Regions from separate parts of the Sus scrofa genome. Here region 1 is linked to region 2. The links are chromatin contacts, called in public HiChIP or PLAC-seq maps. All regions are on one chromosome and are shown on one strand. Each heading gives the region's core, a stretch centred on a gene start, on an enhancer-like site or on the middle of the called end of the contact. The rest is flanking DNA. Distances are from core to core; before and after follow the strand shown. Region 1 holds the start of TMEM225B. Region 2 holds the start of LOC110261673 (histone H4).

Evidence for each region. HiChIP or PLAC-seq counts read pairs in DNA pulled down with a chosen protein or histone mark.
Region 1: a contact with region 2 is called in an H3K27ac HiChIP or PLAC-seq map of alveolar macrophages. The contact joins the promoter of TMEM225B here to the promoter of LOC110261673 in region 2. A contact is called at or near these places in 1 of 5 promoter capture datasets (liver), 1 of 47 Hi-C or Micro-C datasets (embryonic fibroblasts) and 1 of 2 datasets of contacts at active chromatin or transcription factors (alveolar macrophages).

Annotation. Positions count from the first base shown.
Region 1 is chr7:21,180,585-21,184,847 of Sscrofa11.1, forward strand. It overlaps TMEM225B, which reads right to left and starts at 2,371. Exons shown (of 6, transcript XR_002346121.1): 1 at 1,971-2,371. TRNAI-UAU (a tRNA gene) reads left to right here and starts at 2,380; the gene lies at 2,380-2,473.
Region 2 is chr7:20,909,694-20,913,817 of Sscrofa11.1, forward strand. LOC110261673 (histone H4) reads right to left here and starts at 2,681. Exons shown (of 1, transcript XM_021099847.1): 1 at 794-2,681. The coding sequence starts at 1,866. The coding sequence ends at 1,555. TRNAM-CAU (a tRNA gene) reads left to right here and starts at 2,772; the gene lies at 2,772-2,843.

The DNA.
Region 1 (4,263 bases), core at 1,121-3,620, 270 kb after region 2:
TGCTAATCATGCGCACATGGAACTTAGGAAAAGTAGATATTGCAAAGACAATATCTTAAGTCTCAAGGTTAGTGGGGGCCCAAATGAGAAGAGCACCATATTCTCTCCTGAGCTTTGAACTGACCCTGGAAAACAAAGCAGATATGCAAATACATTTCTGCTGATGTCAAAAAAAAAAAAAAGGAATAAAGGGAAACTATAAATATATTTAGCAATCAAATTGTTCACTGTAAACAGTGGTCACTTCCTCTCTCCTTTATATACAGCCTCTCAGTCTACACATTACAAACATAATTAATTACTCCACGTTTGCTTTGAGGCACCCATTCCCTTAAAAAAAGACAACTGTTCCTTGTTTTAAAAGGCTTGAAAAAGGAATCGTGTAGGAGCCAGAGAACCCGAATTCAAATCCTAGTTACGCAGCTTACATTTTGGCCAAGCCACTTCTGATAGTAAAGGATTCCTGCTAAATTTGCTGAATGTAATAATGATATTGCATTCATATAAAGAAAAGAAAGTGGTATAAAATAAAAAGAGTTCTTATCTCTAAGACATACAAGCTGAAGAAGTTAGGGTGAAATGATATGTCTAGGTTTTACTTTAAAACACTCCCACTCCCATCTTCAACCCCCTCCTCCTCCCACCTATATACACAAAAACAGTATTAGAAGGATAGAAGAAACAAGATTGGTTAAATGATGATTGTAAAACCAATTACATGGGAGTTCATTATCTAATTACATCAACTTATATACGTTTGAAAATGTCCGTAATAATGTTTAATAATAAGTTTGACATCTCAGTCACCTAAAGGGCTAGAAGCTAATTTCTTTTTCTTTTGTAAACACTCTGTTCACATGACTGAAAATCCAGCCTGTTCTCGCTTATATTCAGTTGTGTTCACTGGTACATTTCTTTTTAATTTTTATGACTTTTCTGGGTCTCTCAGATATAAACTCCACAAGAGATTGACTGTTTTGTTTATTTATACTTATTAATCACAGTGAGTGATCAGAGATTATTGTTTACATATTATAGCAATGAAAATAACTACCCCTGTAGGATTGCTTAGAACTAAATTAAGAAAATAAATGTAAAAGTACTCAAAGAAGCCCTATGTAAAATTTACTTCAAATCAGCATCATAGTAATTACTGAAAATTTGAATCATTTACCACACTTTATCACACCAAAATTTGATTTTAAGCATTGCTCCATGGAGATCCCTATTGTCTTATTAAGAAAACTAAGTAACTTAAAGAATGAAATTGTTTTAAAGAATCTCTTAGGGCAGCATAAAAATGTATATGTAGTTTGTATTTTTTGCCCAAATTAAAATCTAGCAGCACACATGTTAAAATGAGTTATTAATGCATATATTCGAAACTATATTTGAAAAATGTTTGGATTCAGAATATTTAAAAGGTCAATTGAGCCATAAATGGCCAATGATACAAATGAGTTTTAGATTCAAATACAGTTTTCTGATGTTACCCAAATATTACATTTAAAATGATTCATGGAATTCCCGTTTTGGCTTGGTGGGAAACCTGACTAGTATCCATGGGAAAGCGGTTCGATCCTGGCTTCGGTCAGTGGGTTAAGGATTCACACACAAACACCCCCCCCCCCGTCCCCTCCCGCTCCCCCCACCCCCACCCCGCGTTGCCTTGAGCTGCGGTGTAGGTCGCAGAAGCGCTCAGATCCCCTTTGGCTGTGGCGTAGGCAGGCAGCTGCCGCTCGATTTGACCCCTAGCCTGGAAACGTCCATCAGCCTCCGGTGGTGCCCTAAAAAGATAAAATAATAATAACAACGAATAAAATAAAATGCTTCAAAGACATTCAATAAGAGGAATACTTGCTTTGAAGGTAGGTTGTCTTCTAACTCGTTAAAGATCACCACCTAACTAACCAAACTAGGAGCTCTAAGCAAATGTGCCCTAGAAGCCCACAGGAATTCTGGATGCTCACACACTCAGACATAACCTTCAACAGCGTGGTGGTCCTCCCACCTTCACCCCTTCCGCAAGCGCAAACAGGAGGAGAAGCATCCGGGAGAGAGGCAAACGGAAGGGCTCCGCGACCTTCAGCAGCAGAAGCCTCGCCCACCTACTCTGCCCACTGAAGGTCCTCTTTGGAATGTTCGAGGCAGTCGGTCTCCCAGTGTTTGCACTAAATATCCATCTTCGTTGCCGCTAGCAGAGCACCTTCCGCGCCATCGGGATCGGTGTGCTCTGGTGGGGTTCGCTGCTGAACCCAGTCCGCCTTTGTGCGCAAGATGCAGTTACGGGACTCCGGAGACGGAAGGAGGCACTTTGGCAAAGACGTTAGATATTCCTGCATAGGCCCTGTAATGAGTGACCGGAAGCAAGACACAAGTGCTCCAGTGGCGCAATCGGTTAGCGCGCGGTACTTATATGGCAGTATGTGTGCGAGTAATGCCGAGGTTGTGAGTTCGATCCTCACCTGGAGCATCGTTTTATAATCGCTATGTTAGAATTTGTCCTGTAGCTTTCATTCTTACCCAGCTACGTAGATCGATCTCCGACAAGCCATTACGGACAGAATGAATGTGTTGTGCCGCAGTGAGTTAACTTCTTTGATTCTTTGCCATTACGGACAGAATGAATGTGTTGTGCCGCAGTGAGTTAACTTCTTTGATTCTTTTATCTTTACCTATCTTGCAAACTGATCTCAAATAAAGAACATCTCCTGATGGCCTCTTCTCACTTTGCTCTTATGATCATCATTCCTCAGAGATTCCCTGGCACACACTTAGAGATCGCTATGAAACTTCCCAGAGTCGATAAGCATTGAACTCCATTAGAGAGAATCAAAAGTGGGAACTTGGTTGGGGTTCCTGTTTGATGAAAGCTCTAGTTTGGGGGGGAAAAAACCCAAAATACTGATTTCTGAAAACAGCATCACCTGTAGTATCCCTTCCCCTTCATTTTTCCCCTGATGAGCCAACAACTATGCAGCTTTTATCAACTGAGACACAAATCCTGACATCCTCAGGTGTTCCAACCATCTGGGCCTGGAAAAGGAGGAGTGATAATTCCCCAGAGACCAGAGCTCTGTAGAACAATGTAATAGGAAAAAAACCATATTGTTGTGAGTGAGGTAGGTTGGAAGTAGGTAGTGATTTTGATTTAAAAATATGCTTCCCCACCCAGCTCCACAATGATGCAAGAAGTCTGCCTGGTCAAAGATCTTATCACATGCCTCCCTACTCACCCCAAGAGGGTGAATTGAACTAAGTAATTTGGAGTACTTTTCCTAGCAGTAAATATTATCCCAAACTTGAGAGCACATATGTCCCAACCAGGACAGGTCACAGAAGGTGCATGGAATAAAGCTGGGTCCAGAGAACTCTCTCTTGTGGTTTGGATTTCTTGAAGTCCTGCATGTATCTGTACATTGTCCAGTCAGAGTTGTCTCCCGGGGAAGGGTAGGGAGGTCCCATCCAGGAAAGCACCAGGTAATAATAAAAGTGAACACTTTATCATGTCATAGCTCATGCTATCTTGGAAGATGTCAAAGTATATATTTAGGTTATTTGCAGTATTTTGAATCATACTGATATCTTATTTAATATGATTTTAATTCCTTAGATTTAAAAACTAAATCATTGGACTAACTGAGGTAAACTGAGGCACATAAAATTTACCAGAGTTTATTTGAGCAAGTATCCATTCAAATCAGGGAGTGCCAAACAAAAAGTGCTTAGGAGGCTCTGCAGGCAAAAGCTGGTGGGAAGGCTTTTATAGAGATGTCAGAAGCAAAGCAAAGAGAGGATTTGATTGGCTATACCTTAAGATTGCTTTATGTGAGAAAACCTGGTTGGTTCCTTGTGATCATTTTTCTTTCTTTCTTTCTTTCTCTCTCTTTCTTTCTTTTTCTTTTTCTTTTTCTTCCTTTCTTTCTTTCTTCCTTCCTTTCTTCTTTCTTTCTTTCTTTTTTTGTCTTTTTAGGGCCTCACCTGCGGCATATGGAAGTTCCCAGGCTGGGAGTTGAATCATAGCTATAGCTGCCAGGCCTACACCACAGTCACAGCAACACAGGATTCCAGCCACATCTGTGACCTACACCACAGTTCACACAAGGCTGGATCCTTAACCCACTGAGCGAGGCCACGGATGGAACCCGCTTCCTCATGGATACTAGTCGGGTTGGGGGTGTGTGTGTGTGTGTGTGTGTGTGTGTGTGTATGAGAGAGAGAGAAATTGATCTTAAATTTCATTTTCTCAGATTCCAGTGCACT
Region 2 (4,124 bases), core at 1,431-3,930:
GTGCCTGGTATGATTTTGCATGTTTGTTAAATTAATATCATCACATGAATTATTTCCTCAAATTGGTACCCCAGCTCCAATATCGTCTGATTCTTTTCATTGTTAAGCACCAGGGTGGTTAAACCGCGCCCCAATGAGTTAAGCATCCCCACAGCAGCGGCTGGGGTCCCTGCGGAGGTGAGGGTTCGATCCCCAGCGGCAGCACAATGGGTTAAAGAATTCGACATTGCAGCAGCTGCGGGCGTAGGTCACAGCTGTGGCTCGGATTCAATCCCTGGCGCCCAGGACCGCCACGAACGTAGCCATAAAATTTAAAAATAAAAATAAAATAGTTCAGATTCCCAGTGATTCCATTGATTTCTGACTCAAAGAATCACCCTAGAGCAGGCCACGAGGAGGAAATACCTGATGCAACCCTGCAAAACAGGCAGGCAGGATACCAAAGGAAAATAAATTCGCCAGGAAACAAGTCAAACCAGGACATTCTATAGGGCAGGCCTACGACAAATCAATGTCAAAAAAACTAAGCGGGATCTCTGAGGAGAGAAAACTTAGAGACCTGAGACACAACAAAAGCCTGATTGGAATCTCCTCTAAGCAACCCAGATACCTAAAAAAGCATAACAGGGATTGGTTAATGTGAACAGAGTATTAGATATTAGGGAATTTGGTTTTAGATTGACAGCAATTATATGAGAGCTTTAAAAAAAATAGTGCATACTTACGAATGTGAGGTAAAATATCCTGATGCCAGAATATGTGTTTTTTTAAATCATGTCTACTTAACAACTGCTAAGCTTAGCTGTCATTTATTTTCTTTAAGTAACCCTTCATATGGACAACGTTTTTCCTAACAGGAAGCCAGAATTTAGTGGTCTCTATAACCTAACAATACATGCTAGCTCTCTCCGCGTGTACATTTTAATTTTGCTCCCTGTCTTTTGTACAAGTTCTAGTTAGCAGAGCCGAGCAACGTCTCCACACGCCACCCGAGCCGAGCAGCGCGCGCCCCTGCCCAAGGTTAACATGCCGCCTCCCTCACGAATTCGCCTTTGTTCCGGGCCCGCGTCCCGCCGCAAACACGGCCTTTCTTTGTTCCTCGGCCTCGCCGCCATTTTGAGCCCGGACCACGGACGGGGGAGGGGAGGCTTGCGGCGCTCCGCCGCGGGCCGTTTAAGCTGAATTCTCTCTAGTATTCAACACCAGACGTACACGACTCAAATTGGAATGCTCCAGAACTGAAAAAGGAATCCTTCGGGGTAGAAAGTACCGTAACTTACTTCACTGGCCCATGAACGTAAAGCTGGACGATAAACATCAGCCTAAAACCACGTTACCCGAAGCGCAAACACACAGCCCAGCACACTTCCAAAGCCTTAGGACGCGAGCTAAAAAGTACTAGTTTTAGTTTAAAACGTACACACTTCGTTATCTGCTTTCACAAACACCGAAGTATAAAAGAAATCAGCAAGTGCCGGCTCTTTCGCAGAAACACGTGGGCGGCCCTGAAAAGGGCCTTTGGTGGAAAATGTTAGGTGGCAGGAATCGGGAGACTTAACCGCCAAAGCCGTAGAGGGTGCGGCCCTGGCGCTTCAGCGCGTAGACGACATCCATGGCGGTGACGGTCTTGCGCTTGGCGTGCTCGGTGTAGGTGACGGCGTCCCGGATGACGTTCTCCAAGAACACCTTCAGAACCCCACGGGTCTCCTCGTAGATGAGCCCAGAGATGCGCTTGACCCCCCCACGCCGAGCCAAACGACGAATGGCGGGCTTGGTAATACCCTGGATGTTATCCCGCAAGACCTTACGGTGGCGCTTGGCGCCCCCCTTTCCGAGCCCCTTTCCGCCTTTACCACGACCAGACATGGCAGCGAGGATTCGGAAAGCTTGCAGAAAAGTGAGAGACCGAAGAGGCAATTGCCTTATATGAGCGGATTGCGGACCGAATTGAAGACTGAGGGCGCGCTCTCCGGAACACTTTCATTTATCCTGCCGGCCCCTCCCTTCGTGGGCCCGTTGAGTAGTGACGTCATGACGCCTTAGTCCCCGCCCGCCTAGAGAACCCTCGGCTAAGTTATTGGTCGCTGATCCGGCATCTCTAAGTGGAAATTTTCGGACCTATTTTACAAATTCGTCAGACTACAGAAATCAACTTTTTTTAAAACTGATTTTTTTAAAACTGATTATCTTCCCGTTTGGGATGCTTTGAGACAATTGCGCAGAAGCCTTGACCCACACGACCGGAACTGCTGCAACCTTCGTAAGAATGCTTTGCCCCCCACGTTTACGGTGCCACCAGTATTACTGCTCCCTGCAAACAAAATTCTTCAAACCCAAGACCCACTCCGGAGTTTAAAAACTGCAAGATTTCAGCTTCATCACCAAGCCAAGGGAAATTTGACCAAAACGATTTTCTTACCAAAACCGAATATCTGGTTGGTTAGTGATTCTGTGGCTCGCCCGCCACGCGGACGCCCGTGTTCATTTCCCGTTTTGTTTTCTTTCCTTTCCCTGTATGTTAAATCCTGTAATTCTCATTTAATTATGTAACAATTTACCTCACCTCTGAGCCCAGTACCTTAACACTGTGTTAATGTTTACTACTCTTCATTTTATTTTCTCTGATTCTGGTAGCGAGATTGTTGCGGAGATTTGGCAACTTGTAGTCAAGGTATTGAAATAAATAAGCGACTTCTGACAGATTTCTTTAGAGGCCAAGTCTCCGCTGATTCACGTTAACTACATTACAAGTAAACCTTTTTGTAACAAGCAGCAGAGTGGCGCAGCGGAAGCGTGCTGGGCCCATAACCCAGAGGTCGATGGATCGAAACCATCCTCTGCTAACTACTGTTTTTCTTTCTTTCTCCCTTCCTCATTACTTCTCTAGTTAAAATTCTGTAGCTTGGTCTCACAATAACGAAAGAAAATAAAATGCCACTCTCCCCCCCTTTTTTTTAAATGCTGGAACTAAAATGGTTTCCTGAAAACAAACGTGAAACTGTTATGTGAGTTCTTCTGGATGCCAGAGTGACCATGCTATTGTTGCCACCAGTTATCTTGACAGATCTCCTAGCCCTGTGAAGCCAGGAAAATGCTGAAATAAACTGGGCAGAGGTGAAAGCCAAGACATTGAGTTATATTTCCTTCTATAGCATAACTCGGAAAGCACCACTTTTAGGTAATTGTGGCCATGTGGTTAAGGTAATAGACTAGACATCTACAGGCGCTGATCCTAGCGCTGATTCTTTGCAACTATTAGAGTTTTAATCTTGGGAATAAATAAGCAGCAGTTTGAGAGAGGGCAAAGTTTTGGTGGCCATGATTATACTCTGACCTGAAGAAAAACCACTTTGGCCTCTGCTGGTAAATGAGTTTTTACCCTCTACCTTCCTTTACAATTTCTAACAGAACTATTCTCTATTTCTAACAGAACAGAACTATTTCTAACAGAACATGCTCATTTTTAAAATATATGTGTGGACTGTTTTATACTTCTCTCTCTCAGAAAGGATTCCTATTCAGATATCTATGTGTTAGTTGCCTGCTAGGTGCTAAGGCATTAAGTAGCCTGCAGTGTAGGCATGCTTTTAAACAAGTAAGTATGTAAGTATGTATAATACAAGAATGTATAATATAGACATTTCTTTTAGAAGATTGTACACTAAGTGAGTTGGGAACAAGGGTAATTATGGCTGTTTCTGTCCACCCTAGGGCCACGCAGTAGTTGGTGATTCACAGGAAGGATTCGCATGAATCAACATATACCCAAGGTTAAAATTTCTTACAGCAAAGGAGAAAGTGCAGACACAACAAAGAAAAGATATACACAAGCAAATACTAGAGAAGGCTTTCTTGCCTTCCATCTTCAGGAATGACACAGATGCCCTTCCTGACTGAAGCGGAAAGTCATGGAAAGCAAGACACCTGTCATGCTCAACAATTTTTGCCTGGATTTCCTTGCCAATGATATCAAAGATGGAGTGTGTATCTTTTCCTTGCTGCGCCCTATATATATATATATGTGTATATATATGTGTATATATGTGTGTATATATGTATATATATGTATATATGTATATATATGTATATATGTATATATATGTGTATATATGTATATATGTGTA